Linked DNA regions of Mus musculus: all the other regions are linked to region 3. Evidence: chromatin contacts called from public HiChIP or PLAC-seq data. All regions are on one chromosome and are shown on one strand. The core of a region is the stretch at or near the end of the contact, and the rest is flanking DNA. Distances in the headings are between cores, read along the strand shown.

Region 1 (2,700 bases), core at 76-2,575, 190 kb before region 3:
TAAACTAGCTCCCTCTGTTCATGGCCTCCAGACCTTGCTCTCCTTATTGCTTTCTCCATGCAGCAGCCTGCAGAATCTCTGCCCCAAGGAGCCACAGGTAGCTTCAGCGGGGTTTCAGGCTCGCTGTACTTATCTGCCCTCTTCTGCTTCATGACCTCAGCAGAGATGGCTCTGTGCCAGAAGAGGCCATGGCCTCAGGCTCTTTGGAAGTTTAGCCCCAATTCCCTTCCCAGACTCCACCCATACAGCCAGAGAGACAGTCAGGGTGTGGCCCCATGTCCACCCCCATCAGGAGAACAGGCACTGGGTGGGGTGGGGTGCGGTGGGGGGGACACCAAAAGAAACAGCTCTCCAAGCCAGATGAAGCCTGTGAGTGGAGAGAGGTCAGGCTGTGGAGAGAGATAGGGGAAGCCTGTGCTAAGTCTTTCTGGGTTATATTCACTTCTCTTTTCCTGTTGCCGCCTCTGCCGAGGATGCCATCTGGCACAGGCAGAGCCATGTGGGCTCTGGGAGGAGGGAGGACTGTCTGACTCCCCGGTTCAGAGCCCAGAGCTTCTAAATAATCCCACAAGGAAAGAACTTTGTCCTGTTGCTGGCCATAAACAGGCTAACAGGCAACTCCATCTTCTCCCTCCCTCCCTTCTTGGCTGCTAGGCACCCATTTGCTCCTTGGGGTGGTCTTGGGATCCTAAACCCACCCTCACATGGGGAACACAGTGCCTGACAGATAGCATAGGGATGGAGCAGAGCTGGGACCCGGCCATCCTCTGAGATTATCATGGGGGGGGGGGGGGCTCTTCCCAAGGACAGGAGACAGACAGCTGGGGGTGGGGGAAGCATCATTTCCGTGTTCTTCCCGGAGTTCCCTCCAGATAGTCTCTAGAGGCTGCCGGCTCCTTTAACAGCTGCACACTCCAGGAAAGGGCCCCTCCTTACCTAGGGCTGGTTGCAGGCCCCCGTGGCCTTGGATTCCTGATGGATTGACAGCAGTGTGGGCTCCCGCAGACACTGGGAAGGTGCTCCTGACCGCGAGGCAAAGTGGCCTCACGGGGTTCACTGCCGGCTTTGCTTTTGCACCCAGGTCCGCGTAGGATCCGGGCCCAGCGTTTGAACGCAACGCAACGGAGCTTTGGGCCCAGTTACAAACAAACTTAACTGGAGGCGTCTACAGATGAAGTGCAGGCATCTGCAGACAAATTTAACTCCAGAAAAGAGAGAGAAAGAAACAGTGGCGTGGAACTTTCTAGCCAGAGAATGGAAAAACAGCCTCCTGGCGCCAGGCAGAAGAGGGAGGGCTGCTGAGGGCGGCGCGAGGCAGAAACAGAGGAAGTGGAGAAGCGGTCTCCGATGCTGCGTCCTGTCCCAGCCCGCCTCTGGGCCCGCTGTGGCTGGCCCTACTGGCCCTGCCTTGACTCTACCCTGAGCACCCCTCGGGGGCCATCTGGGAAGGTCTAGGCAGTTGCCAGGCAGGGCCCTCAAGGAGATCTTGCCTAGGCTTGCCCTCCAGGCCAGTTAGAAGAACATCCCCCGTACTTGACACCCACCTGGCAGAAGCTGCGGGAGGAGTTCCCTGCAGAGTCAGGGGAGAGGTGGGTGTTCAGGATTGATGGTGATGCTCCAGATTGCAAACTCCTGGTCAAGACCCTGGTCCCCTCCTCCCCTCCTCTCTCTGCGCATCCTGCCTTTGCCTGTACCTGCCATCCCCAGAAGAGGACCTTCCCATCATAGTCCATCTAACTCCTAGGTACTGTCCCCATCTGGGTATCTAGAACTCCTAAGGCAGAGGCTGGTCTTAGGTAGAAATTAAAGGGAGACAGGATCTCTTAAACTGCACCGCCTGCCCCTAGAGTCGTCTCTGGGAGCTCACAAGTCATGAGTCAAGTCCACTGACAGGGAGAGTGTCAAGATGGCCTCAGTGGCTCCTAAGATTGGGAGAGATAGCCTTCACGGCCATCAGCTCTCCAGGGCTGGGACAGTGGGATTCACACTGAGCAGGGACAAGCCACACCCTCCTGAGTCTGGCTTGTCTGTGTAGCAGGGATAAATGGAGAGCAATCGGTACCCGTGCCTTTCCAAGAAGCACTTTACAGGGTGGGGGACTTGCCTGAGCTCCCACCACTCTGGAGTTAGGTCTCACCAAAGCTTCCCTCACGTCTGTTCCTCTGAGCACTTTCTGGCACCTTATCCCCTGTGGGTGCCCCACCCCACCCTGCAAGTGCACGCGTGCACACACACACACACACACACACACACACACACACACACACACACTTGGTCTGTATTCATTTGGTCCCTTTATTCGGATCTGGGGTTAAGTTCAACTTCCTGTTCCCTGTGGCACCTGGGTCCCAGCTGAGAGTGGAGGTGGGCTCTGAGATAGGCAGGCCAAGGGGCTGGAAGATGGGGCCAGGAAACAAGAAACTGTCTGCACTTCTACTTTCTTTTCTTGGACAAGACAGCAGCTAAGTATTCCTGTCCTGTCCCATCCCTTGGTCGGGTTCAGGGGAGAGGAGAGCAAGCAGTCATGAGTTCCGAAAGGAATGAGCACCTTAACCACACAGCTCCAAGTGTCTGCTGCGTGCCACACGCTTTTACGCATGGTGTGTGAGACCCCGACTTAGAATGTTTCTCCCTGGAAGGTAAAGCCCCTGGCTGTTCCCCAAGCTTGTTTTCCCTGATCTCTAAAAATACAGCCAGAAA
Region 2 (2,700 bases), core at 187-2,686, 250 kb after region 3:
TGTGGTATTCACTCATTTCCTGGTCTGCTTTCTACACCTACCCTGGAATGTGGCCCTGCTCTTGGTCACCTTGATGGGTGACCCCGCCTCTGCCTCCCCGCCCCCCTCCTCCCCAAAGGGCTTCTGTCAGGTGGAGGAGGGGGACGGTAAATCATTTGACAGACTCCAGGCGACACCCACATAGCCCCAGCAAATCTGGAATCCCCGGCTGGATTAGCTCAGGTGAGACTCAGGAAGGGCGGCACCAGTTTTCTGGCTGTGGAGGTGACCCAGAGGTTATCCTTAAGGGAGTGTCACCACTCCAGAAGCCGATCTTAAACAATTTCCTTTTTATTTTTTGAGACAGGGCTTTTTTCTGTAGCCCAGGCTGGTCTCGAACTCGTTATCATTCGTTGGCAGCTTCCCCAGGGCTCCACCACACCTACCTTTTAAACAATTTTTTTTTACAACCTATGTTTGCACTACCTTCATATTGAGTAAATATTGTGCACTTGCTGGTGCAAGCCCTGTGCAAAGGGTTTCCATTTATTGTCTCTTTTGATCTATGCCGCAACGTTTCAGTAAGGACTATGGAGATCATAGGAATGGGGACTCGGATGCTGTATTCAAAGTCACTGAACTATGGCTCAAAGCCCAGGCTCCCGGCTTTCCCTCTCCCTGGACTCTTGTATGAGTTCCGAAGCGGAAACAGTGCACTTTCAGGCACCCACAAGCATAGCCTGCTTTCCCGCGTCCCCCTTGTGCAGAATGAGGCAACATCCGCCAGCGCAATCAACAGGGTCGCGCCGAAGGAGACCTGGCCAACGACGTCGTGGAGCCACCCGGCTCGGGCTCGCAGAGGTCAACGCAAAACCCTCGAGGAGGATGGAAGCGCTCAAGCCTCCACCACACCTCCCGCCGCAGGCGCCACCGAGCCGCCGCGCCGCCAGCCCGGCGGAGCCAGCGCGCGTGCGCGGGGCCAGAGGGTACGCCCTCGCGAGCGCGCGGGGAGCGGGGCGCGTCACCGCGCGGGCGAGCGCGCGCGCGGCCGAGGAGCTCGGGCGCGCTGCGAGACGGCGTCGGCGTCCGTGCGCGCTGCGGGCCGAGGCTGTGTGGGCTGAGGCGACGAGCGAGGCAGCGGCGCCCCAGAGCCGAGGGGACGCGCGGGTGTCGCGCAGTGGGAGCGGACGCTTCGGAGCAGACGTGGGGCCCCGGCGGGAGAGCTTGGCTTCGCCGCTACGCGCCTGCCGGGCGCCGGCCGCTTCCCGGGTCCGGAGCGGCCGCCGCCCCGGGAGACGCGCGGTGACACGGGCCTAAGGCGCCGCGGGCCGCGGGCGTCCGCGCCGCTCGGACCCGTGCGGCCCGGTGCGGGCCGGGGACGAGCGCCGGGGCAGGTGCAGCCCCCGGGGCCCGCGAGCGAGGTGCCCACCGTGCCGCTCGGCCCGTCCCGGCTCGCGGCGGCCGCGCGCCCCACTCCGGGGCCGGAGCCCGGTCGGCGCCCCGCCTTCTCCGGGGAGCGCCCGGCGGGAGCGGCCCGGACCCCGGGCTCGCGCGGGAGACGACGCGCCACAAACTTTGCCTTTTATTGTTCCTAGCCCTTTAAGGGCAAGGGGCTCTGCTGGGCTTGGAAAAATGTCCTTCTTCAATTTCCGTAAGATCTTCAAGTTGGGGAGCGAGAAGAAGAAGAAACAGTACGAACACGTGAAGAGAGACCTGAACCCCGAAGAGTTTTGGGAGATTATTGGAGAACTGGGCGACGGAGCCTTCGGGAAAGTCTATAAGGTAAGAGGGGGAAAACGGGAAGTTGGCTTAGGAGGAGATGAAACGGCCGCCTGTCCGGAGTGGCACGAGGACTTCACCCCAGCAGCCCTTCCCGTGACTTGCCCGCTCCTTGGCTTTGTAGGTTGAAACTTCAGCTCAGCATCCAAGCCGTTACGGAATACCGTGGGGCCGGATGCAGTTTCAGGAGTGATGGGTCTGCAGTCTAAACCCTGTCAAACTTCCGAATTTAATGGGAGGAGCGGGTGGTTGCGGCCCGGCCCTCGAGTCTTTTAAAATCGGAAACTCGTTAGCTTCTTTCTCCCTGTGCTGATGTTTGTTTACTAGTGGCGTTTGCATGTGTGCATGAAACAGGTAACTTTTTGGAGATGGGGACAGTATGTATAATTCAGATAAAACGAGCAAAAGGTGCCTGGCCAGCATGGAGCCCGTTCTTGAGTTGGTTGCTTGGCCACATGGGATGGAATTTCTGACAACATTTCCAGGAGATCTTCATTTCATCCTAGTTTTGAAATTCGATAAGCATTGGCTAGAAGGCAATACCAGTGCTTGAGGAATCAGAAAACTACACGAGTATTTATGTATTTCAATAGAGGTTTGATGTTTCTACACAAAGGTGTGAATGTTAACTGTTTACCCTGTCCTAGGAAGTATATGAATGATGTCATTGGAATATTTACTTCCTGAAGGGCGAGGTTTTTATGAGCCACAGTTTAGGGGTAGGACCCACTGGTTGCCTAGAATTGAAAACATAGATTCAAGACTTTCCATTCTCACATAATTTGTATCGTATAAAAGTCCTGAGAAGTGGCAGTGTCCACCTGCTCATGGAGGGAGACAGTGAAGCTCACAGACAGTTCATGGCCACCATGATTCAGTGTAGCCTTGAACTCAGGCCTCTGTGCCCATATGTAGTAGTGTCTTTTTACTTTTAATTCCATT
Region 3 (2,700 bases), core at 127-2,626:
AGTGGCCAGCCCCTTAAAGAAAACTGGGTTCCTCCTACCCCTGCCAGAAGGTCCCAACTGTGAAGAGCTACATTTCAGCACCCCACACAATTTTTAAGACTTCTCTTCAATGGCTTCCTGTCTAGACCTTTTTTTTTTTTGGGTGGAGGGAGAAGGGTTGTCACAAAAACCTTTGGTGGAGGACTAGCAGCAGAATATCCATTTTTTTGTTTGTTTGTTTTGTTTTGTTTTTTTGTTTTTTGAGACAGGGTTTCTCTGTGTAGCCCTGGCTGTCCTGGAACTCACTTTGTAGACCAGGCTGGCCTCAAACTCAGAAATCCGCCTGCCTCTGCCTCCCGAGTGCTGGGATTAAAGGCGTGCGCCACCACGCCCGGCTTGCATTTTTTAAAGGTTGGTCTATCTCACCTACCTTTGCCCTGTACTGTTCACTGTTTTAACCACCTCCAGAACACCCGCTAGGATTATAATCTTAGCAAATATTTGGCACATAATAGATGTTGAATAAAAACATGCTAAGCTAGGCTAGATACATATCCTAGTGTTAGAACACTTGTCTAGAATGTATAAAGGCCCTGGGTTCCAATCTTAGCATACACACTCAAAGTGTTGTGTGTCTCCAGTTAGTCTTGAATTTCCTTTTGTCTTAACCCTGACTACGATTCTATCACACTGGAAACACTCAAGTGTCCAGTTTAACCTCAGTGGATGAAAGGGGCAGGAGCCTTCTTTGGTCTTCACTCCATTGGTTTCAAGGGAACCAAGGCTCATTTGATGCCTGTGGCCCTAATCTTAATCTAGCCTAGGGATTATCAACTTGTGGGTTGAGACCCCTTTGGGGGTGTGTGTCACATATCAGAAGTTTATATTACAGTTCATAACAGTAAACAGTAGAAAAATTGCAGCTATGAAGTAGCAATGAAAATAATTTTATGGCTGGGGGGGGGGTCACCACATCATGAGGAACTAAAGGGTCACAGCATAAGGAAGGTTGAGACCGCTGATCTAATCCAAAATTGCCCTCCTGAGCCACGTGCAGGCCTTCTGAGGCTGAGGAAAGTCCTTCACCTTCCTGGGCACCAAAGTACAAAGACGGACCCTCAGGCCCAGCAGAAAATCCCAGAAGACTGCATGGCAAAGCCTTCCAAGGGCTCAAAACAACAGCAACAACAATAACAACAAAGCACCCATAAGCAATATAGCTTTGTGGCATGGTGGATGTTACAGGAGACAGTAGTCTATGAAGGTGCAAAGTGCTCTTGTACAGAGACTGGTGGGATCCAGGCCCAGTCAATCCCCTCCTCCACAGTGTCTGCTAGAGGCCCTGGGCCTCTCCTGACTTGGCCCACCCCTGATCTGCAAGTGTTTAGACAGGTCCCCTGAGCTCACAGACTGCCACGTAAACGGTTGTGCATGCATGCACTTAAGACGCATGCACACATCACGGCTGGGGAAATCCCCACAGCTGGCTCTCTCACGTGACAAAGCTTTATCCAGAAAGCAGCAGCCTAGTTGCCTGCAGGACAGGGGTGGGGTGGGGCTCGAGTTAACCCTTCCATACCACAGCGCAGGCTGAACTTCCCACAGGGAGAATGGAGTGAAGTCCAGGTCTCCGGGATTCTCTCTCAGGCACTGTGATCCTCGCTCACTGGGGACAGACTACTTCTCAGGGCCCCGCCCAGGCTTCCCTGTGCTAGCACAAGGCTGTTCTCTATCCTGTTAGTGTGCTCCCTCATCAACTCTGAGAAGTTCTGCTTCCTGGAGCCTCATCCCCAGAGGGGGGTCACAGGCACAGCCCTAGGGAGCATGTCCCGATGCCAGATGCCTAGGTGGGGTCCTACAGCCAGGAATTCAGCCAGAATTCTTGCCCTCCTTCCATGGGTGTGAACAAATGCCTCTGAGAAACTGCTCCAGGGCCCTCCCGGGTCCTCCTCTAACAAGAAGGCTGGAGGAGGCCCCTGGAACACGTTTTCTCCTGTTCAGACACACTGTATCTATTAGCCGGTGTGATCTGTATCATGTCTCTCACACAGTACTCCCAGATATGGAGAAGCCAGATGCCCAGTTTACTTTCTATGTTTCCTTACTGAGATACCATGTAGCCCAGGCTGGCCTCAAACTCATGACCCAGGCATCCCAGTCCCCCAGATGATAGGATTTTTTTTTAATAGCCCCACCCCTGAAGCCTAGAAACACTATCTCAGTGTAGTCCAGACTAGCCTGAAACTCCCTAAGTAGCCGAGCATGACCCAAACTCCTGATCCTCAAATGCTCAAACTCATGGCCAGTGTGTTGACAAGTTTTTATATCAACTTGACATGAGCTGGGGTCATCTGGGAAAGAGTCTTAATCGAGAAAATATTTGACTGATGATTGATGTAGGAGATTACAGGCCACTGTGGGTGGCGCTAACTCCTACGCAGTAGTCCTGGATGGTATAGGAAAGCAGGCTGGCTGAGCATGAGCAACAAGCCAGTAAGCAGTGTTCTCATGCCCTCTGCTTCAGTTTCTCTGCCTCAGGTTCCTGCCCTGACTTCCCCTAGATGGAGTGTGGCCTGGGAGATGAAAGATGGAACAAACCCTTTCCTTTCTAAGTTGCTTTCTGTCGTGGTGTTTTATCAGCAACATCACTGGACAACTTAGCTAGGGTATGTCTTAAAACATAAAATAAAGTTTTTTTTTTTTTTTTTTTTGGTTTTTTCG
Region 4 (2,700 bases), core at 86-2,585, 210 kb after region 3:
CTGCCTATCTAGTCCACTCAAAAACAGGCTCCCAAAAGGAGCCTAGGTATTTTAAAGTATGGAATACCTTAAGCACATGTGGTTTTAGTTATGTATTTTATTGAGAAAAGCTCTTATGTAGCCCAGGCTGGCTTTGAACCCTTCATCGTCTCTATTTCCATCATCCGAGCGTTGGAATCTGGTTATGTACAGGTTGGGAGAAAGAGCTCAATGCAAAGCTCAAAGTTTGATCAACTTCAAATTCTTAGGTTGTCTTTAATTTGCACAAAAATCACAGTAATAAACTCTTTCCAAGGTTGAGGCTAGATAACTTTCAGACAGGGCTCTTTAGATGCCCTAAGCCTCCGGCTTTCTGTATCTTTGAGGGTCAGGGTGCAGCACAGGGCGTCCGTTAAGCTGACAGGCCACATACCTGGCACTTGTTGGGACTCCTTCATCTCCAGGATATCCTTGATGTAGAGTTTTGCAAAGGCTAGAAACACAGGATCCAGACCCCAAAAGAGGGGCGGGATCTCCTCTTCCCTTGGACTGGATTCACACTCCATCAAGAGGCAGGGCTGTGGCATCTGCTAACCCAGAGCCAAGACTCTACAAAAGAAAACAAAAATAAGGTTTTAGGGTGTTTAGTGTGGGTAACGGTCATCCAGAAGTCTTAGGAGGGTAACACAGGGGTTCAGGACCCTGTCAAACTTCATGCCTAGCAGATGGCAAAGTCCTTGTATGAGGCTCCTTCGGACGAAATACCAACTGAGAATCAGTTAAACACCAAATTTTCTTTTCAGACGAGGTCTCAGATAGCCCCGGCTGATCTTAATCTAGCTATGTAGTGGAGGATGGCTTTGAACTAGTGATCCTCCAGTACTGGGATTACTGGCATGTCCCATCAGACCTGGTTTATACAGTGCTGGGGATGGAACGCAGGGCTTCATGCAAGGTTTCGTGCAGGCTAGGCAAGTGCTCTCCAACAACTGAGCTACATCCCCTAAATACTAATTCTCCACTTTGAGGATAACCATACACACAGGCGTACCCCAAAAAGGAGTTTTAACGAGTGAATCCGGAGAGTAATGGAGAGAGTCCCTGTGGCCGTGGACTTTGGGGGCCCTGAAGGTGTGTCTATCCAAGCTTCGACCTTTCACCTCTGGGAAGAGCGGAGGAAAGGAAAAAGAGGCAGAAATCAGAGCAGTTTACAACTTCTCCCGAAGCAGGAGCAGCCAGCCAAGATTGCCGAACCAGTTCCGGTTGCGAGAAGGAAGCGAGCACACTCCCGCCGGCGTATTTCCTTCCCGCCACCCGCGCCTAGCTACCGCCAGCCACTCCCGCTGAGGCCACGCCCCCGACGTCCTCCTCAAGGCCACGCCCACCCCACGTATCGGTTCCGCCCACGCCGCCTTCCCGGTCTACATACACCCTGCGCAGGCTCTTGGGGGCTCTCCTAATCTCGGAGATTCCCGAGCCAGCCCGGGAATTCCTGCTGCTCAAATCCCGCCTTCCATGTCACATTTGTCACTCCGATTCCCTCAGACGGTTCCAGGAAATTGGGACGGGATCAAACTTAAATTTTCTTTTTTAAAAGTAGGGCAGGGGGTTGTCTTGACTGATTAAAGCAACAAACAACGAAATTAGGCAATGGGGTATTTTACTGTTTCTTCACAGCTGGTAATGATCCCCTGACATCGTAGGGATGCTACAGTCTCGCTTGCAGATGTTCTGCTCTAAACCTGAGGCCCCGAGAGAATGAGAGGTCTTGTCTCTAACGGAAACCACCCCTATGAGGTTTCCTCCAGGATGTTGTGCCTTTAACTCTTGAGAGACTGACAATTCTTGTATAAACCATGGCCACCTCCTTGGAGCCCTGTCTCCACTGTCTCCACCCATATAAATAAAGACGTTTTTCCCTACTCACAGGGACTCACACGCCTAGGAGAGGGCAGGTCACTCACTCCAGCGGCAAAAGAGGCAGGAGGCCAAAGAGATCATTGCTAAACTATCAGAGAAGGGCTGGGATGGAAACTGGGTGTCATTAGAACCATGGCTTTCAGTTACTGCCCTGGCCACAGAAGGAGCGGACAGTGTCTCCCAGACTCTGTGGCACAGAATGGCTGGGCCCGTGGAGTTTAAGATCTGTGTAAACCCAATCCCTCTCTACTAGAAGAGGTTCTCTCCCAAGGAAACATAGTAGGATGGATGCTTCCAATTCACCTGTCAGGTAGAGAAAGACAGGTTGGGTGACATTCTCAGGACTGCACACCTCTGCGCCAGGGTGGAGTCCAGGGACCAGTCTCCGCTGTCCTCAGAAGTTGAGGTATTTTCAGAAATGACGCTCAGAGCTCTCAGGGCTAGAGCGCTGGACTCTGGGTTTACTGCCAACCTGGGGGAGGGCCACGCCTTGTGGTATAAATAGAAGCAGACTCCCCTGATGTCATCTTTTACAGTGATGGAGGACTCTTTAGAGGGGAGTGTGCCTCTTGATCTGAGCCCCAGACCTGAGGAGTAGATGGTAACGAAGCTGAGGGTGAGCTGTAGAATTCCAGATTGAGGGGTTTGCATGGAGCTTTGTAAAGATCTCAGCCTCCCTCCTGTAGAACTCCCAGACTCCAAGCCTTCCTGGACGATCCTGAAATCTTCAACCCCGCAGGACCAGCACAACACCCTACAACATTCAAGGCCGATCGATATTTTAAAAGTCAATGCTAGGAG

What was found. HiChIP or PLAC-seq counts read pairs in DNA pulled down with a chosen protein or histone mark.
Region 1: an H3K27ac HiChIP or PLAC-seq map of embryonic stem cells shows a contact between it and region 3, with 7 read pairs. The contact joins the promoter of Calhm2 here to the enhancer-like site in region 3. A contact is called at or near these places in 6 of 39 promoter capture datasets (the 3T3-L1 cell line, the C10 cell line, cranial neural crest and 3 more), 1 of 15 datasets of contacts at CTCF or cohesin (the NIH/3T3 cell line), 29 of 484 Hi-C or Micro-C datasets (the 3T3-L1 cell line, the AML12 cell line, B cells and 21 more), 5 of 115 datasets of contacts at active chromatin or transcription factors (astrocytes, bone marrow-derived macrophages, embryonic stem cells and 2 more) and 3 of 9 other capture datasets (adipose tissue, liver and pancreatic islet).
Region 2: a contact with region 3 is called in an HNF4G HiChIP or PLAC-seq map of pancreatic cancer cells. The contact joins the promoter of Slk here to the enhancer-like site in region 3. A contact is called at or near these places in 3 of 39 promoter capture datasets (cranial neural crest, hippocampal neurons and liver), 1 of 484 Hi-C or Micro-C datasets (myeloid progenitors), 3 of 115 datasets of contacts at active chromatin or transcription factors (large pre-B cells, pancreatic cancer cells and thymic regulatory T cells) and 1 of 9 other capture datasets (liver).
Region 4: a FOXA1 HiChIP or PLAC-seq map of pancreatic cancer cells shows a contact between it and region 3. The contact joins the promoter of Stn1 here to the enhancer-like site in region 3. A contact is called at or near these places in 4 of 39 promoter capture datasets (cranial neural crest, embryonic stem cells, liver and 1 more), 1 of 15 datasets of contacts at CTCF or cohesin (the NIH/3T3 cell line), 8 of 115 datasets of contacts at active chromatin or transcription factors (embryonic hindbrain, embryonic stem cells, extraembryonic endoderm stem cells and 4 more) and 2 of 9 other capture datasets (adipose tissue and embryonic stem cells).

Annotation. Positions count from the first base shown.
Region 1 is chr19:47,136,969-47,139,668 of GRCm38.p6, forward strand. Calhm2 (calcium homeostasis modulator family member 2) reads right to left here and starts at 1,326. Exons shown (of 3, transcript NM_133746.5): 1 at 937-1,326.
Region 2 is chr19:47,578,583-47,581,282 of GRCm38.p6, forward strand. It overlaps Slk (STE20-like kinase), which reads left to right and starts at 1,437. Exons shown (of 18, transcript NM_001164639.1): 1 at 1,437-1,761. The coding sequence starts at 1,612.
Region 3 is chr19:47,329,430-47,332,129 of GRCm38.p6, forward strand. All of the region lies in intron 6 of Sh3pxd2a (SH3 and PX domains 2A), which reads right to left. Among named protein-coding and RNA genes, the nearest start is that of Gm29834, 44 kb to the left of the region's middle. Within about 2 kb of position 1,377, at least 223 of the 459 cell types and tissues checked have an H3K27ac peak or open chromatin away from gene starts, as enhancers often do. A contact at or near this core is called in B cells, the HL-1 cell line, the N1E-115 cell line and 14 more, where this site is marked.
Region 4 is chr19:47,535,784-47,538,483 of GRCm38.p6, forward strand. Stn1 (STN1, CST complex subunit) reads right to left here and starts at 1,336. Exons shown (of 10, transcript NM_175360.3): 1 at 1,031-1,336; 2 at 413-588. The coding sequence starts at 566.